Regions from separate parts of the Mus musculus genome. Here all the other regions are linked to region 1. The links are chromatin contacts, called in public HiChIP or PLAC-seq and promoter capture Hi-C maps. All regions are on one chromosome and are shown on one strand. The core of a region is the stretch at or near the end of the contact, and the rest is flanking DNA. Distances in the headings are between cores, read along the strand shown. Region 1 holds the start of Cwh43 (cell wall biogenesis 43 C-terminal homolog). Region 2 overlaps Fryl (FRY like transcription coactivator). Region 3 has its middle 47 kb from the start of Lrrc66.

The links. Promoter capture Hi-C pulls out the DNA fragments that hold promoters and counts their contacts. HiChIP or PLAC-seq counts read pairs in DNA pulled down with a chosen protein or histone mark.
Region 2: an H3K27ac HiChIP or PLAC-seq map of embryonic stem cells shows a contact between it and region 1, with 6 read pairs. The contact joins the enhancer-like site here to the promoter of Cwh43 in region 1. A contact is called at or near these places in 4 of 39 promoter capture datasets (embryonic stem cells, liver and stem cell-derived epiblast-like cells), 1 of 115 datasets of contacts at active chromatin or transcription factors (embryonic stem cells) and 1 of 9 other capture datasets (adipose tissue).
Region 3: a contact with region 1 is called in a promoter capture Hi-C map of hippocampal neurons, with 2.2 times the contacts expected there. The contact joins the enhancer-like site here to the promoter of Cwh43 in region 1. A contact is called at or near these places in 4 of 39 promoter capture datasets (hippocampal neurons, liver and stem cell-derived epiblast-like cells), 2 of 115 datasets of contacts at active chromatin or transcription factors (embryonic stem cells and pancreatic cancer cells) and 3 of 9 other capture datasets (adipose tissue, liver and pancreatic islet).

The regions. Positions count from the first base shown.
Region 1 is chr5:73,404,138-73,408,933 of GRCm38.p6, forward strand. Cwh43 (cell wall biogenesis 43 C-terminal homolog) reads left to right here and starts at 1,941. Exons shown (of 16, transcript NM_181323.2): 1 at 1,941-2,267; 2 at 4,000-4,191. The coding sequence starts at 2,225.
Region 2 is chr5:73,208,375-73,213,170 of GRCm38.p6, forward strand. The region is part of intron 2 of Fryl (FRY like transcription coactivator); the gene reads right to left. Among named protein-coding and RNA genes, the nearest start is that of Fryl, 46 kb to the right of the region's middle. Within about 2 kb of position 2,492, at least 72 of the 459 cell types and tissues checked have an H3K27ac peak or open chromatin away from gene starts, as enhancers often do. A contact at or near this core is called in adipose tissue and embryonic stem cells, where this site is marked.
Region 3 is chr5:73,583,228-73,588,023 of GRCm38.p6, forward strand. No RefSeq gene overlaps it. Among named protein-coding and RNA genes, the nearest start is that of Lrrc66, 47 kb to the right of the region's middle. Within about 2 kb of position 2,679, at least 27 of the 459 cell types and tissues checked have an H3K27ac peak or open chromatin away from gene starts, as enhancers often do. A contact at or near this core is called in hippocampal neurons, where this site is marked.

The sequences.
Region 1 (4,796 bases), core at 691-3,190:
GAGGGGGAGAGAGGGAGAGAGAGGGAGAGAAAGGAGAGAGAGAAAGAGAGGGGGGAGAGAGGGAGAGGGGGGGGGAGAGATATTGAGAAAGCACCAACATCTCATCAAGAGTGTGGAAGTCAGAGAGCATCTTGTTAAGAGTCAGTTTCCTTTTCAATGATGTGGATCCCAAAGATGGCCTCAGGCCGTCAAACCTAGTGGCAAGAACCTTTATCTACTGAGCACTCTCACCAGCCCTCTTTTCAGTCTTTTGAAGCAAAAATATTTCCATTTTTTTTCTTGGTTCATTTTTGTTTATTTTTGAGATGAAGGTTTGCTTTGTTGCAAAGGCAGGCTCAGACCTCCTGGGCTAATGATCTTCCCTTCAGCCTCCCTAGCTACCTCCTCCCCCCACCATAGGGGCACGCTGCTGCACCTGGCTGAAAGCTTTTAATCTCAGAGGACATCCGTTTATGTATCATTTCTCTCTTGTCTCTTACGCTTTTGATGCTGGACTGAGAATCTATTGCCAAGAGTTAAAACCACGAAGATCTATTCTCTTTCTTTCGATATTTTTTTCTTTAAAAGCATCCACGGCTTGATGTAGTCTTCTGATCTTTGTATTAGTTTGTGCTTCTGTTGCTGTGATAGAACATCACGGAAACAGTCAAGGAAGAGTTTATTTGGGTTTGCAGTTCCAGAGTGAGAGCCCATCAAAGGAGGACTTGTGGCGGGGAAGCCAGAGTGAAAACCGCAGAGAGCACATCTTCAACAGAAATCATGAAGCAGAGAGAGCAATCTGCATGTCTGGAGATGCCCACCCCCAGTGATGCTCTTCCCCCCAGGAAGGCTGTACCATCTCCCAAAACAGCGCCACCCACTGGTGACCAAGTATTCAAATATCTGTGATTGGGGGGAACGTTTTCATTCAAACAACTACAGAGCCTCTTTGAGTTGGTGCTCGAACTTGTGTGGAGTAGGGCTTCGACTTGATCCTTTCCCACTTGGGTAGTTAATTTTTCCTGTGGTCATTTGCTGGGAAAAGTTTTCCTTGTCCTGTGTAACTGTCTTGTTAAGGTTATTTAAAAAAAAAAAATCACTTGATGTCAGGTGATAGGGTTCTAGAGGGTCTGTTTTATTCTGTAAAAGTATCCATCTGTCTCTGTGCTCAAAAAGCGACCAGGAACTCTTAGTTCAAGGCTGCTGTGGATTTGTAACCACGAGCATTTTGAGCTATTTCTTAAAATTTAGGCACCCCCACCATAGTTCACTCTGATATTTACTTTGGTTTTTTTTTTTTTTTTGGTTTTTTGTTTTGTTTTGTTTTGTTTTTTGGTTTTTGAGACAGGGTTTCTCTGTATAGCCCTGGCTGTCCTGGACCTCACTTTGTAGACCAGGCTGGCCTCGAACTCAGAAATCTGCCTGCCTCTGCCTCCCGAGTGCTGGGATTAAAGGCGTGCGCCACCACGGTTTTTCTCCACTCTGATATTTACAAGCTCCCCCACTTCTGTTGGTTTTTGAGATGACACTGACAGTTCCTGAGTTGTGTTTACTACCAAAGCAAAAAAAAAAAAAAAAAAAAAAAAGGTAAGGGGTAGGTGTGAAGTCACCTTGGACTGAAGATGGAGGCTCCCATTACTCCCTGCTTCAGAGCGAGTCTCCAGCTCTCTTCTCAGACTCAAGCCCCAGCATCTGGGAATCCAACCTGCTCACCCCGATTCTCTGGTCTCCAGTTCCTAAATGCTGGGGATTTAAGTATGCACCACCACAGCATGTCTATGCAGCACAGAGGATGAACCCAAAGTCGGGTGCATTTGAGGCAAGCACTCTACAAACCTCTCTGCGTGGACTTAAATTAAATGATGGCATCGCCTGTTTGGGTTGTTCCCTTCCTCCGGGGGCGGGGAAGGGGTGGCTCCATCTTCCATGTGTTCTCTCTTAGCGGGTAGAGGGTGGGATGGGAGCCTGCAGACTTCATTCGGGCTGGGTGGCAGGTTTGGAGAACGCAGGCTGCACTAGGGTGGCATGTCCCCAGCAGCGCTGAAGGCATGGGTGGCGTCGGGCGGGGCGGCGCGCAGGTGTGCCAGGGAGGAGGTGCCGCACCCTGCCAGGACTCCTGCTGCCGCCTCAGACCCGCGAGCTACTCGGGGACACCGAGCAGGCAGACCGGGCGGACCCCGCAGGAAGCGCGGGGCGCACGCGGGGCGAGGGAACGGTCCTCTCGGCTTTCCGGGTGGTCGCAGTCATGCCAGGCCTGTGGAGAGCAATTGCCCTGGAGACCTTGCTGGGTAAGTCGAGGCTGTCCTGGCGCAAACTGGCTGGGCTTGTTCCCCGCCGGGGTGACAGAGCCGGGAGAAGAGGCCGGGCTCCGGGAATGGAGATGCTTATCTTATCTTCCACCCTGGATGGAAGCGAAGGAGACCAGACCAGATAGAGGTTCCCTGGCCCGGGTTCGGCAGCTCCCGCGCCGCCCTGGGGTTGCATGGAGAATTCTCCCTGTGTCTGCGTTGATCTCGTGCAGCCCTGGACCGTGACCTTCAAGTCTACCTCAATACAGTTTAGTATGGACTTAGCTTTCCCAAGGAAAGGTCACCTGTAGGTGAGCGCCCAGGGCAACTGTCTTTGGCTCTGCCTCCCTGTTTGAGCGATCTTGCTTGGTAGCTGCGAGTATATTAGTGTTTTTGCCAAAAAACGTGCCTGCTTCTAGTCTCCTGGGCTCATTTAGCACAAAGTAGCAAGGATTTAGTATTCTGGTTCTATGGGAGATGTATACTTAAACTTTGAGTTTAATGTACTTTAAAAGGTAAACTTGGGAAATGGCTTAGTCCTGCAGTTCATTTGGAAGCAAGCATCTTTTGGGCCTGTGGAGGGCGCTCTCCTGAGAACGAGAGTTTCTATGGGCAGTCTTGTCTCAGGAGGGATTGAAACTCTCATTTTTTTTTCCTGCCTTCCATCGGTGCCTAGTAAACTGGGAGGTGTGAAGTGAGTCACTCTGCGTTCCTCCAGGAGGCTTGATCTCATTCTGAGAACTGTGAGGTGGCCTGCAAAGGGACTTGGGAGAAAGTTAAGTGCACCGCTGAGGTCTAAGCTCCCTGTGATATTTAGTCCTGGGGCAAGCCAGGCAATCACTGAACTTTCCGGTTCTCAGAGGTTTGCATTGTTGGTTTGCCCCAACTGTTTCAGCTTTGGGGGGGGGGGGGAGGGAATAAGGTGTATACATTTACCTCCTAGGATGTGGATTATATGAGGAATAAAGTTATCTGGTTAAAACCCAGCTCAGCCTGGCACAGGGCAAACGCCGCTGCCTTAATTATCATTATTGTCTAAGATCACACAGCCTGTGCCCTGTTTCACTCCCCAGCCCTGCCCAGTGAGGGAGTTTTATGATGGTCTACTCACAAGTAAAGTCTGTTGCTTAACTAAAGGGCTCGAGGCTGTAAGTTGGGGTAGGGTGGAGGGAACACTGCTTCTTTAGTTTTATGACATATGTATGTCAGACATATGTATGGGACAAATTAGGTGAGAGTATTTTATCAATCAGAATCCTGACAGGAAGCGGGTTTCCTTCTCTGATGGTACAGCCTATGCTATCTTATTAAAGGGACCATCAACAGGTATAGACACGGTTTTCTGACTACATAATTATGGGAGATGAGGTGGTGACAGACTCACAACAGCCTGTCTGTCCTCCATCCTGCCTGCTGGGGAGGGAACTAAGTCTCTCTGTCCTCCACCCTGCCTGCTGGGGAGGGAACTAAATCAGTCTCTCTCTCTCTCTCTCTCTCTCTCTCTCTCTCTCTCTCTCTCTCATACCATGTGGTTGCTGGGATTTGAACTCAGGACCTTTGGATGAACAGTCAGTGCTCTTACCCACTGAACCATCTCTCCAGCCCCAGGAACTAAATCCTTAAAACAACCCAGTTGGTGCCAGAGGCAGGACATTCAGAGCTGAGTGGAGTGTCAGGCTGTATAGTCAGGAACTCCGCCAGACTCACATTCTCTCTTAAACGCTTTTCCTAGGCTACGTCTCCTGGTCTCTCTACCACGGACTGAGCCCCATGATCTATTATTTTCCCCTGCAAACGCTGGAGCTCACAGGGCTGGAATTCTTTTGTGTAGCCTTTCTCTCTCCGATACTCTTAACAATTCCCCCACTCTGGAAACTCGTCAATAAGAAGTGGACACTCTCTCTGCTGAGGATCGTCACTGTAGGTAAGGTTTCAGTGTCTGAGATTCTTCTGTTAGTCAAAAAGAAAATGGTGTAGACCTTTCATTGACCGAGGAACTGTTGCCTTTCAGAAGTTACCAGTTTCTTTCCTCTTTTAAGATTCTATTTTATTTATTATATGTAAGTACACTGTAGCTGTCTTCAGACACTAGACGGAGGGAATCAGGTCTTGTTCCACATGGTTGTGAGTCATCACGTGGTTGCTTGGAATTGAACTCAGGACCTCTGGAAGAGCAGTCAGTGCTCTTAACCGCTGAGCCATCTCTCCAGTCCCCCCAAAGTCACCAGTTTCTTTTCCTTACTATCACCTCAGAAAAAATTCTGTGAAATTGGAAAACCATACTGAATCAATGCATTTTTTTTATGTCTATGCCTGAGAGGGAAACATCTAAAATTCACTGAAAGAAGGAGGGAAAAGGTACCTTGGCGAACAGGCCAACTGTGAGAGGACTTAGACATGATGAGAAAGATAGCCCAACAGTACTGCATAAGGAATGAGTTAAGTATCAGAAATGTCGCAGCAGGTGGAAACTATTTGAGATGCTGTTACTCTGTTGCTGATTCCCATCCAGTTTCAATATACCAATAT
Region 2 (4,796 bases), core at 1,242-3,741, 200 kb before region 1:
AGGTGGATCTCTGTGGGTTTGAGGTCAGCCTGGTCTACAAAGTGAGTTCCAGGACAGCCAGGACTACACAGAGAAACCCTGTCTCGAAAAAAAAAATAATAAATAAAAAATAAATAAACAAATAAAAAGTTTGCATTGGTGAAAGAATGAAAGAAGGACGGGAGGGGAGGGGAGGGGAGGGGAGGGGAGGGGAGGGGAGGGGAGGGGAGGGGAGGGGAGGGGAGAATAACAGGATGCCCTATAGATGGTGAGTGTGGGGGTAGGGAGGTGGAGGGAGTGTTAGATATCAAGGGTTGTTAAAGCAGAAATGTATCTTCACAGCTGGGAATATAGCTCCGTTGGCAGAACACTTGCCAGAACGCACAGAGTCCCTAGCTTGATTTGATCCCCAGGACCACACATGTTGGTACCCACACACAAACCAGCATCTGAGAGGTGGAGACTTGGGACTCCGTCATCCCTGGCCACATCAAGGTCAAACAGGCTGCCTGAGAATCTGTCTTCTTCTTAAGGACATCTCTAAACTGCCTACTGCTGTGGCCTTCCCACCAGCCAGGAGCAGTGTGTCTCTCCAACAGAGCTCCCAGAATCTATACAATGAGTGCCAGTTAGCGGCAGGAGCCACCTTCAAGGGGTCTACGGACAAAAGATCGATAGGCATGTGTTTTAGGCGCTCTGGCAGAAGTCTTTGAGAGGAGACAGCCTTCTCCACACAGAGACTAACTTCGGAAACAACTTAGAGCTCCAAATGCTTCTTGCTTCTGTGTGCAGAGCTGAGGATGAGACTAATTCTTCAAGTCCTTGAAGAGTTCACAGATGCATACAATTAATTTTGACCGTATTCGCTTCCCAGTCCTTCCCTTAACTCCTCCCACATTCATCTCCCACTCCAAGAGGCTGATTCTTTAAAGGCCTTTTAAGTTACATAGTCAAGCTCAATAAACAGTACCACCTCACTGTAAGTCTCCCCAGCACAGCCCCCCAGGGTGCCTGGACCTAGAGCCAGAGGCTATCATGTACCCAGGTTACATAACGACTGTTGGCTCTGCCCTCTGAAGTGGCTGTGTGCTGCTGCCTCCTCCCCACGTTTATGAAAGAAAGGATTGTGCTGAGTACAGATTAGCGGTTCCTCCCTAGAAATTTGTAAAAGATAATCAGTAATTTATTCAGATCAACATCCCCTACACAGAAAATAACGAATTTCAAAGTTAGTAACAAAACATTCCGAGTTGATTTGGTCACTACATTTGACCATATAGAGAAAAAAAAAAAAAAAAAAAAAAAACATGCCACAAAACTGAATTCTCCTCTTACAGAGCACAACCCGTAACTGGGAGAACCCCCACCCCACCCCTGAATGGAAGTCAGCAACACCCCTCCGACTCCGCCCTTCACGGTGGCTAACTTTGGTCTAAGAAAGCTACAAATACAGGAGTGGAGAATTCAGAGTTGGTTCACTGCACCCTAAGAAATGACACCCTAGAAATTCAAGCTAATTAAGAGCACAACAAGAAAACCAGCACCTGTCACCGACAGCCCACTAGGCGGGACGAGCTGCGGCTGGCGCTCCACACGCACGCCTTCATTTTAATCCAGCTAACCACAACCTTTGCACATGTTCAACTTTACAGACAGGGGAACTGAGAGAAAGAACACTGGTGAATGACCCTGAAATACTGAACGTCTGGCTCTCTTAACAGAATACGCTGCTGGGTGGATTTACATCACATTCTGTGACCCCAATACGTTCTCGTGTGATCAGAACTCTCAAAACCAAAGAAACTAAAAGAACCCATGCTGTGACCGGCGAGTCAGAGATGACTTTATATTTCACAGACTAAATCCAATCCTTGTTGTTGAGATCTAATTATTCAAGTCTGGTGGACCAACGTTGTCATGAAGGGAAGCGGCCGTGGCATTTCAGCCATGATTCTTAAATGTGAGCTCCAGTCTACAGCACATGCTTTCTGAAGAAGGCCACTAACAGCCTCAACACCGTGACTGTCCACACGTCGGCTGCGTCCACCTTGGAGGGTGGGCCTGGCTAGCCCTGGAGGGATCAGCTGTCGTCGCTGTGGCTTATATGAAAACCTGTCCACTCGAGTCATCTTCTGTGGACCCCTCTGCCTTACTCCACGCTCAGTGTTGAGACACTATTTGGTCCTTGGCTCAGTGTCCTAAAATTCAGTCATCTGAATAAACGCCTCGAGTGTGGTCTCTGGACCAGCTTCACTTCTGGGCTTACGTTGCTCTTCTCACTGAGGATTTTGACATACCCTGGAATCAGTAGGCAAAATTAAATATTAACTGGAAGATGTATTGGAGAAATGTGAGCCGTAAAGCAATGCTGTTGAGGCCTTCTGGAAACTGGGCGCCAGGAGCAGAGGAGAGCATGGGAGCAGCCCATCCGACCATCAAGCCACACCCTACACGGAGGGCAGGCAAATGTGAAACTAGAACTGGGGTCTCCCTGCAGAGTGTGCCCTGGAGTGTATGACTCACCCGGTTCTCAGACCATCCTTCTAGACCTCGCTGTGGGAGAACATTCTACAATGTGTAAATGAGGTTGTTGGGAAAACAAGAAACAAAAGCCATCTTTTTAATAGGCCGTGCTTCTGAAGTCACACTGTGATTGTACTAAAAACTAATTCGGGTGTGGCTCTATAAATGGGGGGCAGAGAGGAGACTTGGAGAGGGCCAAGGGAGGACCTGACTCATGTCTCCCACCTTGGCAGGTTTCTTCGGCATGGCTGCCAGTTACACAAGCCCTACCTGGAGTGCAATCTCGTTGATCTTACTCGTGAAGCCTTTACAAACCCATCGAACCAGGAGCTACACAGCATTTGTCAGCTTTGTAGACTTGCCATTTTCTAAAGAAAAACTTCCTTTATCACTCTAAACCATAAGCAATATTAGTGGGGATCAGCAGCACATGGGAATTTGTTTCTTACCTATGGACACCTAATGTTTCAAAATCATTTTTGAAAACTCTAAAATCCTATTCCCAGAAGCTAAGTCTCAAAAATCCTAATTTCATCTTAAGCAAAGTTCATTATAAAACTTCCATTATAATGTTTGACCTTAATATAAGCAAGATACTACTGCTAACGTCAGAATGTTTAAAACACTGTAATATGTCCTTTTGCTTTTTTAAAGGGTTTAAAAGGTTTCTGCTTTCCTACATCTCAGATCCCAAAAATAAACCCATCTGGTAAGGAACCAAAATTTTCATAACCACACATCCCCTTCATTACATCCAGAAAGACTAACAGACAAAAAGCAGTTCTTTAATTCAATAGGTAGGCCAAAGCAACGAAAAGGTTAATATCTGAAAACTCTTACGTAAAAGAAAATCAGCAAACGTCACCCCTCAACAAAAAAAATTTCCATTATGAGTCCAGAAAAATGGCCTCATCAGACACAGCTGTCATCAGTGGCCCGGTTAGGGAATACTAAGACACGACAATGCAGTCAAAGCAGCAGACTCATTCAGAAGAAGAAAGAGGGGGAAAGGAGACAAGGAGAGGACTAAGGTGTGAATGAGCAGAAACCGAGAAGGGTTTTTTCTTTTTAAACAAAAAATAAAGTCATTTTGCAGGCTATCACTAACGAGCAACCGTCCCATCTTGTCACAGAAGAAACATTGCTGACTGGCCCTGATATACAAACAAAATCCCGCTTGAGGGCCGAGTAAACCTGCCTTACTAATACGCAAAGGATCACTGTTAATCTAGAAATCAGTCGGGAGGGTGATCCTTCCGATGCCGTCCTAGGGCCGGGAAAAGCACAGGTTCATGCCAATACGCTCCGTCCTTATGGCTTTATTGGTCACTCTCTGCCACGTGAAAACTGAACACCTAGTGTTCTGGCTTCCCCAGAACGCGGATACTGCCTGCCATACACACACACTTTTGTCAAAGCTGTGTGGAGAGACAGGCGTTATTTAATGTGTGCTGAAGTGTATGTAAAGATGGCTTCAAAAGGCAAGTAAGGCTTTTCGGTGGAATAAGGTCACTTCTGGAAGGTTCTACTCAAGGTGCCTGCGGCACTACACCTGAGATTTGTCTCCTCTTAAAGAGACTCCCCTGGACGCACCCCCTCCTAACCCCACGAGACTCACCAGAATTCTTACCAGTTCTGAAATGAGAAATACGCAGTTCTTCTGACTCCACATCAACCCATGGCTGCTGAGACTGTGGTAAAATCTTAGAGTTGGCGGTAGCAACAAAGGAAAACAGGGTTATGTAGGTCAAAAATAAATCAATCTGACTGACGGGGATTGTAAGCGGATTAGGGGAATAACGGTTAGGAGTGAGCCTCTAAGCAACAAGGGGAGAGGGGGTGGACAGATATGTCAAGATGGAAGACTAGGCTGAGGAGATGCTGGGAAGGAAGGAAAACACTATGGTTGCTTGGCTGAGCCCAAGAAGGGAGCACCGGGAACCTAAGATACTGGGACGCCTGGTTCCCAGGCAAAACATCACTCGTCCTCAGTGAAGCTGCTGAGAGAGGAAGCACCAGAGAACAGGCTTTTGTTGTTATGTTTTTGGTTTGTTATTATTTTTTTAAAAACAGAGCCTCAAGTTGGGCAGCCTGGTTTGGAACTTCTGATCTTCCCGTCTCCGCTGGGATTAATTACGGAGGTGCACTACTAGGCCCTGTCTATGTCAGGCTGGGGTCGAACGCAGAGCACACCACACATGCCCTCTACCAGTGAGCTACAGCACCCGCGAGTAAGTGATCTGCCATCTCTAAGTTCGCTTTTGAAGCCCCTTAGTGGGTAAAACAGGGTGGAA
Region 3 (4,796 bases), core at 1,429-3,928, 180 kb after region 1:
ATGCTGGTGTGTGCTCTATTAAGCTGAGCTACATCCCAGCCAGGCAGTATAGTTTTACATATGCTGCATAGCGCATGGGATGGAGGAAGGTAAATTCTTCCAGCTTTTTGAGTTGGCCATAGTCAAAGCTGATGCCTCCTGAAGCCATGAGGTCCACAGGGAGCCAAAGAATGGGCTCTGATGCCTTGAGCTAGAACTCAATAGATCAGAAGGCTCTTAGGGAAGCTCTCTGCAATTAATCCCCTCCCATGTCTTTCTGAATAACTGTTTCTTGGCAAGAGATCGATCATGTTTACAAGTATTTTGATTGGTCACATTTTTAGTTTTTCCTTGGCATTGAGAGGAAGTCTTGGTATTCTGAGATCCCACCCAGGTTTGGGTGTGAGCGGATTTCTGCTCTCACTACTGTGTAAGTCATTGTTCAAACTCTGACAAAGGCATTTTTGTAGCCAGGGTGCCTGATGGTGAAAGAAAGATGAAATTTCAAGACCTGTAAGTCATATAAAGTACTCAGGAATTGCTGGTTGTTTGTGAGCCTAGAGGCTGCCTGGGGCTGAGAAAAAAGAAAAACAAACCCGGGTATGCCCCGTAGTTAAAACATTCCTGGGAACAGCTTGACCATAAAGATAAGGAGGAATGTGAGGACATAACAGGGCTATCTGAACTGAGTCAACAACTCACAGAACTCTAACACTCTGCACGCACATATAATTTTTCTGTGGATAAGAATATTGAATAAGCCAATAGTGTGTCGCTATGCTGAATTCCACACCCCTAAGCCCCTTACCCCATAAAACCCCTAGCTTTCGAGCCTCGTGGCTGACATCTGTTATCTTCTGTGTGGGATGCATGTTGGCCCGGAGCTCCATCATTAAACCACCTCGTGTAATTACATCAAGGCCTTTTCGTGATTCTTTGGGTGCCTGCCAAATCGGGAATTGAGTGGGGGTTTCCCCACTAGGTTCTATCAATGGCACATGCAGATTGTCTTAGTCAGGGTTTCTAGTCCTGCACAAAAAATCATGGCCAAGAAGCAAGTTGGGGAGGAAAGGGTTTAATCAGCTTACATTTCCACATTGCTGTTCATCACCAAAGGAAGTCAGGACTGGAACTCAAGCAGGTCAGGAAGCAGGATCTGATGCAGAGGCCATGGAGGAATGCTGCTTACTGCATTGCTTCCCCTGGCTTGCTCAGCTTGCTTTCTTATAGAACCCAGGGCTACCAGCCCAGGGATGGCACCACCCACAATGGACCCTCTCACCCTTGATCACCAATTGAGAAAATGCCTTACAGTTGGATCTCATGGAGGCATTTCCTCAAGGGAGGCTCCTTTCTCTGCAATAGCTCCAGCCTGTGTCAAGTTGACACACAGATGGACAGCTGCATCTTTGCTACATGGAGGGAAGCTCATGGCTCTTGCTTTTCCTCTACCTCCTGCAATTGTGAAAATGTTCCTCACATCACATGGAAGGGTTTTGTTGTCCTTTTTCCAGTTTGTTTGTTTGAATATTAAAATAGGGTTGCCAGATGAAATACAGACCACAAAGCTGTTTGAATTTCAAATAAGCAACATATGATATAACGTTTGTGGCACATGCTTAAATATTAAAAAAGCATTGTTTATTTGAAATGCAAACTTAACTGGGAAGCCTGTATCTTTATTTCCTGAATCTGGTGGCATGAATTTAAAAAAAAAAAAGAAAGAAAAGAAAAGAAGAGAAAAGAAAAGAAAGAAGAGGAATTATAGCTATAGCCAGAACTGTTAGCTAAATGTCTCCCTCAGGAAACAGGAAGAAATTAATGGAACATTTTTCTGTCTCAGCATCTTCTGATCTGTTTAGACTTTCCTTGGGAAGGGAGCAAGGCCTGCTGGGCCAGCAGAAATGTGGATGAAGAGGCAGACAGACTGGTGTTAGAGAAAAAAGGGCTGCTACTAGCTGCCTTGCAATTGCTAAAGACACTAACAATTTCAGAACAAATACACTTTGAGCTGCTAAAATTAAAAGATGGGGGAGGGCCAATTGATGCTCCCTTCATGGCGGCGGCTGCCTGGTAGAGTTTGTGTCCAGGAAAACCTAGGGGAAAACTAGTGGGGGCTCCTTGCAGGAAGCAGGAGGGAGTGAGCCACAGGGCTCCCTGGATCTGGAGGGGAGTGATGGGGAGGGAGCGGGAGGAGCAGGCAGAAGCCTTGGCATTTGAAGTGGGTAAGCTCTGCAAGGTCAGCTCAGAAGGCAGGAACATGATGGTTTAGGCTGGGAACTGTAGATGAAATCCACCTGCAAGACTTAGCTGTCTGTCACAGTGAGGGAGCAATCAGGACCATCTGCCACCACAGATAGCTGCTTATTCCAGGAAGGAGTGTCTGCAGCATGCTGTGACATCCTGTAAAGGGTCTTTTTAAAATCGTCCTGTGCTGGGGTTCTCTATCAAGCAGAAAGCCAGCAGGCAGGCAAACAATAAGGGCAATGGTTGTGAGGATAAAGGGTGGATTCGTTTGACACCAGGTATTCCAAGGGAATTCTGGTTGGAAACAAGAGCTAACTAGGTGACCCGGGCACAAAATGTGACAGTCTGTGATCCAGCTTCCTCCTCTTGAGAACAGGTTCTTGTTAATGGCGGGTTAATTCAGACTGATCTCACTGTTCCACTGGGAGTTGCTTCAAGCCAGAATTATGCCTCCCTGGTGTCAGTTCAGGTCCTCCATCAGCTGAGAGAAAGAACAGATGGGAGAGTCAGAAAACAGAGAGGCAGAGGCAATGTGTTCTTATTCTGCATAATTCTCACATCTCCTTCCACTGACTAGTATCAGAACTTGACTTCTTAATTGCTGAAGGAGGGCACCCAGGCAATGTGATAAACAGACTTGAGTTGATATTGAGGGAATTATCATACTGATAAGGTGTCCAAAGAATCTGGAAACATCTAGAAATAATATTGTTTTGGATGGAAAACATTTGACAGTTTATGTCTTCACCTAGTTTTCTCAGTGTTATGAACATCTTCTGTCAGTATCCAATGAGTGTATATGACATTTATCATATGCAAATTTATGAACCAGGAGTGGCTGTTTATGCTTTTAACCCCAGAACTCAGAACGCTGAGGCAGAAGGATTGCCATCAATTCAAGGCAAGCTTGTGCTACATAGTGAGATCAAAGCCATCCTGGTTATGTAGCAAGACCCTGTCTTAGGCACAGATGACAAAATAGAGAAAATATAAATACTTTTTTTTTCAGAGGCAGAAAAATATATTTAAAGAGAAGAAAATAAGTTCTGGGGGAAAAATGTTAATAAAAAGATATAAAATCTGTCTCCATTCCAGAGCATGTCACTCAGAGTGCCTAGCTAGCTTTCCAGTGCCGGAGACCTGACTTTCTTTCATCACCAGCTACACACTGGTTATATCTTAAAAAAAAAATTACGTGGTCAGTTGTGGTCACTTTGAACACATTTATAATAAATGGAGTCACCAATAATGCATTAGTGTCACATTAAGGAAATAAATCAAAGTGCTTCCGCTTAGTGTCAAGGGGAGCCGAGATTTGAATATTCGTTTTGCTCTCCCTGTGTCTGCTCTCATCCCTGGCTGTTGGTTATTAGTCTGAATCTGTGTCTGCCTAAAGGCTGTTGAGAGGCTTTGTCCCTGTGTGTCTGTCACTAACAAAGGCCTTTGTTCTTTATTTTATTGGAGAGTACAGAAAGCTGTGCATAAGGAAAGGATGCAGAATAATTTCCAGAAATATTTAAAAGATTTAAAAACAAAACAAAAAAAACAAAAGGGATTCAGTTACTGACTCCAATTGACGTAGTAAGCAACAAACAATACACAGACATAACTGCTTATCAGGAAATGCCCGAATGTTGCACTCAGCATTTACGGTGGGTATTTATTTTACAAGATTGTTTTCAACCTATATTTGCTGTTTTTAGCAAATGGTGATCATAACACTGATTCAAACACACATGCATTACTTTTGGTTCAGAGGCAAAGAATCACACATGATATAAGATTGCAGCTAGGCATTAGCTTAGGTTGTAAAAGTCGATAACATGGGGAATTCAGGGCAAGAAATACTGATTGTTCCTTCGTTCTCTTCAAGGAAGATCAAACAAACAGGCCGATTACACAGTAGAAGAGCAATCTTAAGTGACTTCAAGGTGTATTATTAACTCTGGCAGTGCAGTCCAGCAAGAGTTTCAGATCTCAGAATATAAGTAGTATTTTATCACAATGCATTCACAGTTAGTGAAGGTGTAACTCTAGGTTTTCTTAATAGGTGCACATAGGTAGAAAATTCATTACTGAGATATAAAAAATGACAGCAATATTTACACTTGGGTTTATTTATTTATTTATTTTTTAAATTTTTATTTTTTTTATTAGGTATTTTCCTCATTTACATTTTCAATGCTATCCCAAAGGTCCCCCATACCCACCCCCCCAATCCCCTACCCACCCACTCCCCCTTTTTGGCCCTGGCGTTCCCCTGTACTGGGGCATATAAAGTTTGCAAGTCCAATGGGCCTCTCTTTGCAGTGATGGCCGACTAGGCCATCTTTTGATACATATGCAGCTAAAGACAAGAGCTCCCGGGTACTGGTTAGTTCATATTGTTGTTCCACCTATAGGGTTGCAGTTCCCTATAGCTCCTTGGGTAATTTCTCTAGCTCCTCCATTAGGGGCCGTGTGACCCATCCAATAGCTGACTGTGATCATCCACTTCTGTGTTTGCTAGGCCCCGGCATAGTCTCACAATAGAGAGCTATAACTGGGTCCTTTCAGCGAAATCTTGCTAG